Linked DNA regions of Macaca mulatta: region 2 is linked to region 1. The links are chromatin contacts, called in public Hi-C maps. All regions are on one chromosome and are shown on one strand. The core of a region is the stretch at or near the end of the contact, and the rest is flanking DNA. Distances in the headings are between cores, read along the strand shown.

The links. Hi-C and Micro-C count contacts between places; a contact is called where the count stands out from the background.
Region 2: a Hi-C map of fetal cortex germinal zone shows a contact between it and region 1, with 1.5 times the contacts expected there. The contact joins two enhancer-like sites. A contact is called at or near these places in 2 of 14 Hi-C or Micro-C datasets (cortical neurons and fetal cortex germinal zone).

The regions. Positions count from the first base shown.
Region 1 is chr9:109,099,902-109,106,350 of T2T-MMU8v2.0, reverse strand. SLIT1 (slit guidance ligand 1) reads left to right here. Exons shown (of 36, transcript XM_077947006.1): 5 at 3,764-3,835; 6 at 4,955-5,026; 7 at 5,590-5,661; 8 at 6,201-6,364. Among named protein-coding and RNA genes, the nearest start is that of SLIT1, 120 kb to the left of the region's middle. Within about 2 kb of position 1,595, at least 2 of the 40 cell types and tissues checked have an H3K27ac peak or open chromatin away from gene starts, as enhancers often do. A contact at or near this core is called in fetal cortex germinal zone, where this site is marked.
Region 2 is chr9:109,209,729-109,215,978 of T2T-MMU8v2.0, reverse strand. The region is part of intron 1 of SLIT1 (slit guidance ligand 1); the gene reads left to right. Among named protein-coding and RNA genes, the nearest start is that of SLIT1, 7.4 kb to the left of the region's middle. Within about 2 kb of position 1,703, at least 8 of the 40 cell types and tissues checked have an H3K27ac peak or open chromatin away from gene starts, as enhancers often do. A contact at or near this core is called in fetal cortex germinal zone, where this site is marked.

The sequences.
Region 1 (6,449 bases), core at 346-2,845:
CACTTCCATCATATGTGGTTCTTCAGAAGTGAGTTACTGAGTCCTGCCCACATTCAAGAGGAGGAGAATGAGCCTCCGTCTTTTGAAGGGAGGAATGTCAAAGAATTTGTGGATGCCTTTTAACCACCACGACCTCCCACTTACACACAACAGTCATACCAAACCGCATGAGATTCCCCCAGCCTGCCTCATTCCTTCCCGTCTCTGGGCTTCTGTACATGCTGTTACCACTGCTTGGAATGCCCTTTCCTCATTTTTCATTTCTGTCTGGGATGCATCAACTCTGTAAGATCCAGTCAGAGATCACCTCTCCTCCCTCCGGCGGACTTGCTCACTCACTTCTCTGCACTCTCCCGTCTCTTTGGCAGTACTGCTCCTCCAGCCGTTGTTGAAAGCTGGCATGTACACCCCATGAAAGCAAGTCTTTGGGGGTCCCCAGCAGACCATCAGCTCTCAGTACACATTTCTGGAGTGAAGGATTGAAGGTCCACTCACTGGTTTCCCATCTGTGCCCTCTTCTGGGCGTGAGTGCTCTAGGGTAGACCACGCACGTGTGGTTAGCTCTGCATCTGCAAGCCCAGCCTGTCACTGGTGCCTGCAGGCACTCCATCAAGGTGGGTTTGGTTTCATGTTGGGCTCCTATGTCAGCCCAGGCTCCTGGTTACTGAGGAACTCGCGTGACCATGAACTCCAGTGTGGGCAGTCTGTTGTTTCCTGTGTGGCCTGCACAGCCCTGCTCTAAATCCAGTAATTTCCCTGCCAGCCCACTCTGCTCAGTGGCAGCACCCCACTTAGGAAGATGGAGAGAACAAGCCCACAAGTCTACAGACCAGGAGAACCATCAAGCCATTAGGGCAGGCACCACCAGGGTAGCAATTTCTTGTATGAAGCAGAGACACTAAGAAGAGGATGCGGCAGCCAAGGAGCTCTCTAGGCAAGGAAGAGATGATAACAAGGATTAGGCAGGCAAAGACTGAAATGTGTCTCTCAAGACACATGGGGCTGGGGGAGTTGCTGCATAAAGACAGGCAGCAGGGAGCAGGCCACTGGGGACCCTCTGGGGAGCAGCTTCTAAATGGGTGGAATTTGGGGAATGTCTCCAGGAATACTGACAGACTACACAGGGGAGCTGGAGATATGGCACAAGTAACCAAGATCGAAGACCAAAGATGCCATGTGGAGAGCAGGAAGGGAAGATGGGGCCAGGCAAGTGCGGGAGGAGGAAGCTTCCCCTGCAGGAAGGGGAGATGCCTCAGGGATGGCAGGTGGGATGGCTCGGGAGGAGGGACAGCTGTGTCTATGCTGCAGGCTTGAATCATCTCCCTTCCAGGAGAGAGAGCAAGAACGAGGGGCGCTGATGGTGCCAAGGCCCCTTCAGACACAGCTACTTGGCTGCTTTTCTGAAGGCTGTAGGGGGACAGGACAGGAGGGGCTGGGTTTGAGGGAGGGAGTGCACAGATGTTGGTGCCCACTTTGTGGGGACTGGCAGGCAATTGTTTTGCCAGGCTTTCATTTTTCCCATTTTGTACATGAGGAAACTGGGCTCGGGAGGGAAAGGGTGCCTTGCAGATGCACAGCCAGGAAGGGGAGGGCCAGGACTCAAACCCCAGGCTCCTCCCTCCAGCTGCAAGTCCCCAGCCCAGAGAAGGGGAGGTAGCTGGGGACCGAGCTCCCTCCAGGACAGGGTGCCTCTCCAGTTCCATCATTCATCCATCCATCCATTCATTCATTCATTCATTCAACGAATGCTTGCCAAGTGGCTGATGTGGGCCAGGCACTGTCCTAGGTGCTGGGATGCAGCAGCAGCCGGTCCAGTGCCCTCTAGCTCAGCTGCCCGCTACCTTTCTGACTCAGGGCTCTGTGCACACCGCTAGGTTTCTCAACAGGGAAACCCAGACAGGGCAGCGGTGGCCTTGACAGTTCAAGGGGCAGTGTGCGGCGGGGTAGGGGGCTGTGGACTGCGTTCTCGGACCCTGTGTGGTGGGGGCTGAAAGGAAGGGCACTGTCAAAACCCACAGGCCTGGCCCAGGAGGAGGAGGTGGGGCTGTGGAATGGCCCGGCACTGGGGCCTACATCAGGACGGTCCGCCTCTGGTTGTTCACCTTCAGGACCCGGGTGTGTCCGGGGCAAGGCTCTGGGGCAGGGAGCCTGGGTCCAACCCAGGTCAGTTATTTCACATCTTGGAGCTCAGTTTCCTCCTCTGCGAAATGGGCGCAATGGCAGTTCCTACCCCCAGGGCTGCTGTACAAGCTGGGGCTCTGGGACCTGAATGCCTGGGTTGAAATTCTGGAGCCACCACCCACCAGCTGGATTACCTTGAAGAAGTTGCTTAGCTTCTCTGAGCCTCGCTTTTCTCCTTTGTATAATGGGGATGGTGATCGTATCCACGCCATGCTCCTGGGAAGTACTCAGGGCAGTGCCGGCCTGGGGGGAGTGTGGCTGTGAGTAGGAAAAGCTGACCTGGAAAGGGGCGTTTGCACACGTCTGTGGATGCCAGGGAGGCTGCTGAGAGGGAAGAGAGGCAGGTGGACAGGTGTCAGAGGCCCGGTCCTGCCAGGGAGTGGAGGAAGGGCCCCAAAGCCGGCCTGGCAGTCACTGAGGCTGAGGATTTGCAGTCCCAACAGCGTCCCCTCCCTCACATCAGGGCATTCATGGGGAGTTGTGAAGTCCTCAGTGATCCCAGCCCCACTGCGTTCTCCTGACTCCCTGTGACCCAGGCTCTCGGAGGTGCCCTGCTGCCTGCAGTCCCCAAGAGCACCGGGTTTGGAGTCAGGCCCTGCCTGGAGTTAAAGACCTGACTGGGCCACTGGCTGGCTGGGTCGTGGAGCCAATTTTGTCCTTACTGAGTCAGCTTGCTTAGCATAAGATACAGAGCGTAAGCCCCAGGCACAGCCGCCACAGATGGCCCAGGGTGCCGTCCCTCCCAGCCTGGTGCCAGATAGTGGTCATCAATCCCCCTCCAGAAGCACTTCTGTTGTGTGCCCCTTTGCAGCCCTGCACGATGCTATGGGGGGCTGAACTGGCCTCTGTGGGTCCGGTGGGCTGACTTCTGTGGGCATTAGGCTGTTCTCGTATTACTATAAAGAAGTGCTGAGACTGGGTAATTTATAAGAAAAGAGATCGACTTGGCTCACGTTCCGCAGGCTGTGCAGGAAGCAAAGGCATCTACTTCTGGGGAGGCCTCAGGGAGCTTTTTCTTCTGGTGGAAGCCGGAGGCGGAAGCAGGCACTTCACGTAGGGGAATGGAGAGGGAGAATGGAGGAGGAGGCTCCATACCCTTCAACAACCAGAGCTCCCGGAACTCACTCGCCATCGAGAAGTCAGCACCAAACCAGGAGGGATCAACCCCCATGACTGGATCACCTCCCACCAGGCCCCACCTCCAGCACTGGGGATTACCATTCAACATGAGATTTGGGTGGGGGCAAATATCCAAACTACATCAGGTGGGGTCTGGCAGGGCTGGTCATAGCTGCCCCAGGCTTCTCCTTCCAGCTGCAAGCCCCCAGCCCGAGAAGGGGAGGCTGGGGACTGAGCTCCCTCCAGGACATGGTGTGTCTCTCCAGTTTCATCATTCATTCATTCAACAAATGCTTGCTGAGTGGCCTCTGTGGGCCAGGCGCTGTCCTAGGTGCTGGGGTGCAGCAGTGGCCGGTTCAGTGCCCTCCAGCCCACCTGCCCTGCTTCCCTGAGTCATCACAGCACTCTGCAGGAACCTCTTTTCTGACCGCTGTTTTCTCTCCCTCTGGCTTTATCCTCCCAGGGACTTGAGTGAGAACGCCATCCAGGCAATCCCCAGGAAGGCTTTTCGGGGAGCTACAGACCTCAAAAATTTGTGAGTACAGGCCTGGGAGGGAGAAGGGTGCAGGAGCTCCAGGGCCACTCCTGGCAGTGTCCTCAGGGTATACCCGAGCGAGCCGTGTAGTCCAGGCAGCCAGGGAGCTGACCTGGGCTCTCAGAGGATTGGTGCCAGCACGGTCTTCTGGAATAATCTGGGGTTGGAGGAAACAGGCAGCCCTTGCCTCTCCCTTGGTTGTGATTCCGTGTGAGAGCCAATGGAGGGGGCCCTTGGGGACTTGGTGAAGCATGTTATCAGTGTGGGCAATGTTCTCAGTCCATTTCGATGGCACAGTGTCTGTGCTCGCCTCATATTTGGGCTGGAAGAGCTGGGTTTGAATCTTCTCTTCTGGTTACATGTCACATACGCTGCTGCAAGTCAGTGAACATCACTGAGCCTCGATATGTTGTTCTGGAAAATGGGGATAATAAGATCTACTTCACAGGCATTTTCTGAGGTTTAAATGAGACATGGAAATAAATATACTTTGTCAAATGATATTTAATTGTAATGGCTTATTATTATTACTATTCAAATTTATTCTGGTCCAGGCTTACCACATCCCTGAGGTCTGACCACAGCAGGGATGGCAAATGCCTGGCATGCTTGTCACACACACCCCCTCCCACGCCTGTGGCAGACATTGATAATCAATCACCACATTCTTTCCCACAGAGCTCACCTCACAGCTTCAGTTTACTCTGACAACAGCACTCCAGGTAGTCACCTCTAGTCAACCTCTTTGGCACTCAGGCTGAAAAATCTGTTTGCCAGTTCTGGCTGCCACTGCTTTGTGACTCTCCCATTTTTCAGTTGCCAGCACCCACTAGGTGGTCTCCAAAATGTGTGTGTGTGTAGGGGGGTGCCTGGTCCCCAAGGGAAATGTAAGGTTGAGTAGAAGAATATAACTTTTACTTATATTTATGATTTTAATTGAAAATTAGAAAAAAACATTAAGTTTTTACTAACGTTTACTATTTGGATTGACACATATACACGTAACAAACAACTAGAGGAGTGCTTCTTTTGAATGAATGCAGCACGTGGTCACAATGTTTGGACACCCTTACTCTAGGCAATGTGCCCTTCTCTCTACAACCTTCGTTTCCTTCACAGACAGCTGGACAAGAACCAGATCAACTGCATTGAGGAAGGGGCCTTCCGTGCTCTGCGGGGGCTGGAGGTGCTGTAAGTAAAGCATGGGCAAGGAAGGAGGGGTGTGGAGGGCCCTGCTCTGCGGGTGCCAAGTGCCACAGCCTGGGCAGCGGGTGTCAGGGAGACAGGAAGGGGGAAACCTGCCCTCCTAGAAGCGCTCAGAGGAGGGGAGGACAAGCACTCATGGGGTCATGCCTGCAGCAAGCAGTGTGTCCCAATGTAACCTGCTCAGGATGAAACCCAAGGGTTTCTGGCACTTGGCCTGGAATGCTTCCCCCTTTCCCCCCGCCTATCCAAACCCCACCCTTTCTTCCAAGCCAACCCAAGCCTGGGACATGTCCCATCACCCACCCTGCTCCATGTCTCCATCCTACCAGCCTTGGAGTCTATGGTGCCATCGGCTCACAGTCACCGTCCCAGCTCAGGGCTTTCCTGTGGGGTGGGATATGCCTCATGCTCTTTGGCTTAGCCCCTCCACGTCCAGCCCCGTGCTGGTCCACTTTAAGGTCGAGAGCTTCCCCGTTCATTAGCAGGGCGGCCCTGTCCCACATCATCTGTTGGGCAGGTGCTAAATGACTCTGGTTTTTCCCATTTAGGACCCTGAACAACAACAATATCACCACCATCCCCGTGTCCAGCTTCAACCACATGCCCAAGTTACGGACCTTGTGAGTCAGCTGGGGCAGCAGGGAGCAGGGCATCCAAGCCCAGCTGATGCTGGGGGTGGGTGGGGCAGGAGGCGAAGCTTCTGCAGACAGGTTATGGAGCTTATTCTCCCTCAGACCCCCAGAGGCCAGCCCAGGCTGGGGGCTCCATGCAGTCGGAGGTGGAAGGAGTTATATAATTGCAGGGCATCCAGTGCCACTTAATTTGATTTTTCTTTGGAAAACAAATGATTTGTTTTTGTGCTTGAAAATGAGCCAGGCGGTTTGGGGCAGTGAGCCTGTGCGAGGTCAGTGCGATGACCTGGGCTTTGCTGGGCACAGCTGTGCCCAGAGCATGTGGGAGGGGAGGGACAGCAGCAGGATCTCCATGGGGCTGTGGATAATCCCCGGGTTGGAGTTGAGCTGCCTACTTGACTAAATGTAGACTGTGTTTGGCTTGAACATAGCACCAGGGGCAGCCACCTGCCTGAGGTTGGGGGTTCCCACAATCTGGCTGGGCTGGGGGCTCCAAATAGGTTGTGAGCCACCCTGTCCTCTTGCAGCCGCCTGCACTCCAACCACCTGTTTTGCGACTGCCACCTGGCCTGGCTCTCACAGTGGCTGAGGCAGCGGCCAACCATCGGGCTGTTCACCCAGTGCTCGGGCCCAGCCAGCCTGCGTGGTCTCAATGTGGCAGAGGTCCAGAAGAGTGAGTTCAGCTGCTCAGGTGGGTGCAGGCCCCTGCTGGGCTCTCAACTGTCCAGTGCCTCCTGCCCTGCCTCTTGTTCCCGCCCCTAATCTCGACATTAATA
Region 2 (6,250 bases), core at 454-2,953, 110 kb before region 1:
AGCAATCCTCCTGCCTCAGTCTCCCAAAGTGCTGGGGTTACAGGCATGAGCCACTGTGCCCAGCCTTGCCGTCCTCCTTATGTGCCCTTCCCTCCTTGCCAGTTCACCCACCCTGCCCTATCTCCATGCCTGCTGTAGAGGCCTGGGAGGCCCTCTCTAGACTCAGCTCCCTGAGCTCGAGGTCTCATTTAACAGGGCTGAGTGGTCACACATAAGGGAGGCTGCCCAGGGCACCTGAGGCTGATCCTCTGGGGAGCCTGTTTGAAATTCCAAATAATAATTGTATGGTGACCTTGGTAAATGAGGTCAGGGGCCACTGCAGCCACATCTGCCATCAGGGCCTGGTTGGATCTGAGCAGGCCACCAGGGTCTCCTGTAGCAGAGACCTGAGCTGTGCAGGGGAGGTTCCTCCTGGCAGGGCAAGAGTCCCCTGCTTGCTTAGGCTTTGGTGTGGCTGCCAGCACACTGGCTTATTGCTGGGCTCTGAATGACTGGTGTTAGGACCCCCATTCTGTGCCTCTCCCTGCTCTGAGACCCAGTTTCCCCATCTGTAAAAGGGGATGACGACAGCTGTGCAGGTTGATAGTGAGCAGTGAGTGAGGCAACGTGCCACACTTGGCACATGGCTGGTGTTCGCCCTTGCCTCGGCCTCTGGGGCTGATGACACCTACTACCTCGAAGGGCCTTTGCACTCACTCATGCTATGGTTGTGAAAATGCTTTGTGATTCAATCGTTAGGATATTATTGTTATTTGGAAAGCTCAAGCTAGAGGCTCAAGGGTTTGGGTGGGGCAGAAGAGAGCTCGGGAGGTAAGGATTTGAGCGCTGGCTGTCTTGCAGTCTGTCTGCTTAGAGCGCAGTCTGTCTATTTAGAACACTCATTTACCTTTCCTGGGCATCTCTGGCCCTTTCCCTGGGGATTTGGAGACAGAGTGGGGACCGTATGCAGGGCGGGTGGTCCTGATGGCAGGGCTGTGAAGCCAGACTGCCTAGGTTTTTAACCCCACTCTGCCACTCAGCAGCTGGGAAGGCCTTGGGCAAGTGATGGGGTTTAATTCCCTCATTCAACAGATAGCTATCTATTGAACGTCTGCATTGTGCCGGGTGAATAGTGCCGGACAGAAACAGAAACCCCAGTTTTAGTCCAGCAGGGGAGATAGAGATGAATGACATAATATAAGAATAAGCACATAACTGCAAGCTGGGATAAGTGGTCTGGAGGAAAGGGCGACTTCTCAGAACCCCATTTCCTTGCCCATAAAGTGGGGATGATGATAGGGCCTGCTTCAAAGGGTGGTCATGAGGATTAAATGCGGTAATGCTCACAGAGGCGCTTCGCACAGGGCCTGGCAGACAGCGAGTGCCCAATAAATGGTAGTATTATTATTGTTATTAAGGTGACAGAGAATTGCAGGGATGTGAAGGAAATTTGGGCGTCATGCTGGATCCCAGGGTGGCCCTCCTCTTCCTCATCAGGCAGCCGATGGGAACCCTGGGGCACAAGCGGGGGTGCTGATGTTCCTCGGTGCCCCTTCTTGTGCGGGGCGGGCGGGCTGTCAGTGGCCCAGGCTGCCCGAGGCTGCCAGCAGGGGCGGCCGTGCTCTTTTGGGGCTGGGCCGCTCCTGCATTATTGGGAGCAGACGGGTGCTTGGCGGAGTTGCCGCCTCCAGTTCTGTGCCGGCATTAGCAGCTCGGCGGGGCTCTTGCTTAATGGGATTTTCTTCCGAAATGCTGTAATTATCGCCATACAAATACTTATTACCCAGAGCAGATGACGGCCGGGCCTTGGGCAGTAGCCAGGGAGCTGGGCTGTGCTGGGGGGCGGGGAGGGTGTGGAGAATTGGCTCCTCTTTTTGACGGAGCTCATGACCCCCTCCTCTCCTTTCTGAAACCCAGCCTGTGGCGGACAGACAGCTGTTGGGCACCTGCAGGGTGCATAGAGTCATTGAGAGAGGCCTGAGGAGCTTTCAGCCTGGTGAGGGAGAAAGAACAAATGTGTAAGGATGTCCGTAGAGACGAGGAGCACAGTGGCTACCAGCCCAGGCTTCAGTACGAGAATGGCCCAGTTTGAATCCTGGCTTCATCACCTATCAAGAGATCTTAGACAACTCACTAGCGGCTCAGCTTACTCATCTGTAAAATGGGACCAGTGGCAGCATTTACCTCATAGGGCTGTGTAGTTCAGATGAGATGATTTTTTTTGAGACGGGGTCTCACTATATTCCCCAGGCTGGTCTCAAATTCCTGGGCTCAAGCGATCCTCCCACTCAGCCTCCCGAGTAGCTGGAACTACAGGCATGCATCACCTTGCCCAGCTAATTTCTTAGTTTTGATAACTGTCCATGGTTATGAAAGAGGTTAATGCTAGGGAAAGCTGGCTGAAGGCAGCAAGAATAAAGATTAATAATTAGAATAGAGCAATGCCTGGCACATAGTCAGTGCCCCATCAGTGTGGAGATGAGTCTGATGAGAGTCGCTCGATGGGAAGGAGGGATTGGATTGTTGCTGTGTTGTGGAGGTAGGGTTTGAACCAGGCCTTGAAGACTGGGCAAGACTTAGGTTAAGTAGCAAGGGGAAGTGAGGGTAAGGGAGTTTGGGAGCATTCAGAAGGTATGTGGCACGTATTTGGGAAGGAGAGTGAGAAGCAGACCCCCCTGAGGGGCAAAGATTTGTGTTGGTGAGTTCTGGGAGAGGAGATTAAAGAAATGGGTGGGCACCTAGGCCATGGGGCAGGGAAATGGGGGTCCCCAGAGGGGGTGTGCAAAACTTTTTATTAAATTTTAAAAAACAAATAAATGATTTTTAATAAACTTATGGTCTTGTGCAAACATCACAATCCAATTTGCTTTATCATAATCACACACACACACACACACACACTTTCTCTCTCCTCTATCACACACACTAATAGGTAATTTTTTTTCTGAACTATTTAATAATAGCTTGGAGACATTGTAACTTTTTTCCTTTAAATACTTGGTGGGTGTTTTCTAAGAACAATAAGGCTATCAACATCAGAAAATTAAACATCGGTGCAAAACTATACTCCAGAATTCACACTCAGTTTTTATCAATTGCCCGGATAATGTCTTTCATGGCTGTTTTTTCCCAGGTCCACAATCCTGCCAGAATCACACATGGCATTTAATGGTCATGGTCTTTAGTCTCCCTTAATTTGGAAGAGTTCCTCAGCCTTTCTTTGTTTTTCTTGACTTTGACATTATTGATATATGCAGGCCGGTTATTTTGCAGAATGCTCCTCAGTTTGACTTCATTTGATCTTTCCTCACGGTTACATTTGGGTTACGCATTTTTGCTGGGAACGCCAAATAATGACTCCGTGTCCTTCCTGGTGCACCATGTCAGAAGGCAGGTGATGTCGGTTTGTGCCAGTATTGGTGATTTTGTCTTTAATCACTTGATAAGTTGATGTCTGCCAGGCTTCTCTGCTGAGAGGTTGTTGTTTTCTTCTTTGGTATTAACAGGTAATTTGTTGGGGGATTGTTTGAAGCTAAGTGCACATTCTGTTTCTCATCAAGCTTTCATCCCCCTAGTTTTAGCATTCATGATGATTTTCAACTCCATCATTTGTTCTCTATTAGTTAACTTTCTACCGTAAGAAAGAACTTTCCCTTCTCCCTCATCTGTTTTTTTTTTTTTTTTTTTTTTTTTTTGAGATGGGGTTTTTGCTCTGTTGCCCAGGCTGGAGTGCAGTGGCACAATTTCGATTCACTGCAACTTCTACCTCCCGGGTTCAAGCGATTCTCCTGCCTCAGCCTCCTGAGTAGCTGGGATTACAGGCACCCACCACCATGCCTGGCTAATTTTTGTATTTTTAGTAGAGACGAGGTTTCACCATGTTGGTTAGGCTGGTCTCAAACCCCTGACCTCAGGTGATCCACCCACCTCGGCCTTCCAAAGCGTTGGGATTATAGGCTTGAGCCACTGCGCCAGGCTTGCTTTCCTTCTTTTTTATGGTTTCGTAGTACTGTGTAGTGTATATGTACCACATTTTCTTTCTTTTTTTTTTTTTTTTTGAGACGGAGTCTCTGTCACCCAGGCTGGAGTGCAGTGGCGTGATCTCGGCTCACTGCAAGCTCCACCTCCGGGGTTCACGCCGCTCTCCTGCCTCAGCCTCCCGAGTAGCTGGGACTACAGGCCCCCGCCACCATGCCCGGCTGATTTTGTGTATTTTTAGTAGAGACGGGGTTTCACCGTGTTAGCCAGGATGGTCTCGATCTCCTGACCTTGTGATCTGCCCGCCTCGGCCTCCCAAAGTGCTAGGATTACAGGCGTGAGCCACCGCACCCGGCCCACATTTTCTTTATCCAATCTGCTGTTAATGTCCTGCCACCACCTTGACTTTAACATGGTTAGACTGATTTTGGACTTCTGACTTCCAGAACTGAAAGATAATACATTTGTGTTACTTTCAGCCACTAGTGTATGATAATTTGTCATAGGAATCTACTACAGTCATAGAGTTCAAAGCTATTGCAGAGGCCAAGATACGAGGGGAAGTGGGTCTGGACCAAGGCAGAGAGAGCAGAGAGAGTAAGTGGGAACGGCCTGGCGGACTCTGAGGCTCGAGCCTGAGAGAGTGATCTTGGGACTGGAATAAAGCTGGAAAAAGGCGACTGATCCTGGAGGAGAAGTTGTGAATTTGGCTTTTGCCTGTTTTCTTTGAATTGCCACTAAAAATCTATGTGAAAAAGATGGCCCCAGAGGTCGTGATGGGGAAGGTTACTCAGGAGAGTATTCAGGCTGGAGAGAGAGATGGGGGGACCCTCAGGGGAAGCACTTCAACCTATGAAGGCAGTGGAACAGAAACTTTGGTAGGAATAAGGATCTCCTGGGAGGCTGGCACAAAATGCAGATTCCCAGCCCATCCTAGAGGTGCTGGCTCTGCAGATCTTCAGCAAGGCGATTCCGGTGATTTGGATTCTGGAGTGCCCAGGACACAGTTTAAGAAACACTGCTTGGTACTGGGGTTTCCTGGAGAAGAAAGCACATCCTTCGAGGACTTACACACATTAGCTCCCACCCACATTAGAGGGCAGGAGGAAGGGAAGGCATCGAAGGAAGAGATGGTGGAGAGGCGGGAGGAACTCCTGTCCTGTGTTTGACATTGGCGTGCACTGGCTACACATTTGTGGATTTGAACCTGGGCCGAGTGGTTTTTGCAAAGGCCAAAGAAGGAGTTTGGCGAAGAGGAGGAGGGTTAGCAGCGTGGAGAGCATTCAGTCTGTCTGAGGAGGAGGTCCAAGGAAAGCTTCTGGAACATGAGATCGGGGTCACTGGTAAAGTGGGCAGAGCAGTTTCCTGGGAGAAGCGGAAGGCAGGAGGCAGATGGCCGGCAGCGAGTAGGTGGTAAGGAAGTTTGCAGAGGAGAAGACAGGCACGGGAACTCTGAAGGGGAGCAGGCTCAGGAGAGAGTTGCTTGCAGCATAGAGGCAGGTGGACTGGAATCTCTTGGAGAGGGAAGGAGGGAGCCAGGGGTCTTGGGGAATGCAGGAATGGGGAGAGCTGACGATGGGCCAGAGAAGGACAGAGGCAGAGAGAGGTGAGAGGGAGTTTTGATGGTGGCTGTGGTCATGGTCGTGGCTTAGAGCCCCTCCCTCTCGCCAGCCTCAAATAAGCTGCTTTACCAGAGTTCCCTCTTTTACTCCTCATAACACTCCTGGGAGGAAGGTATTACTCACCTCTGCTTTGCAGATGAGAAGAAGGTTCAGAGAGGTGGAGCCATCTGCCCAGGGTTGAACAGCCAGCTGGTAAGTGGTATGCTGAGATTCCCTGAGTCTTGAGGCTCTGAGACGTGCCTGTGTTTAGTTTTTAAATTTGACTTCTGCTCTGTAGACTTAATGAGGCCTGACTTCATTCACTCATTCCTTCATTATTTGCCAGACATTCATTCAGTATCTACAAAACACTTGCCAGCTGAGCATTGGGGCTGTAAAGGCAAATTGGCCGTGATTGATTCCCGCCTGCACATGTTTGCTGGGTGGACCCAAGTTGCAGACTGGTACAGGGAGCAAGGTGTCTGGTCTGGGGTGGAGAATGGTGAGCAGAGTTGGGCAGATTCAGGGAGGTGGTGGTGCAGGAGGAGGTCAGTGGTGGATGGCCTCCCAGGGGCCTGCATGGATAGAGAGCATGGAGGCCTAGGGGCTGTCAGTGGAGCCCTGGGTGCAGGACTGTGGTTTGGGGGTAGGCCACAGACCTGGGAAGGGGATTGGCAAGAGCAAGGTGAGGC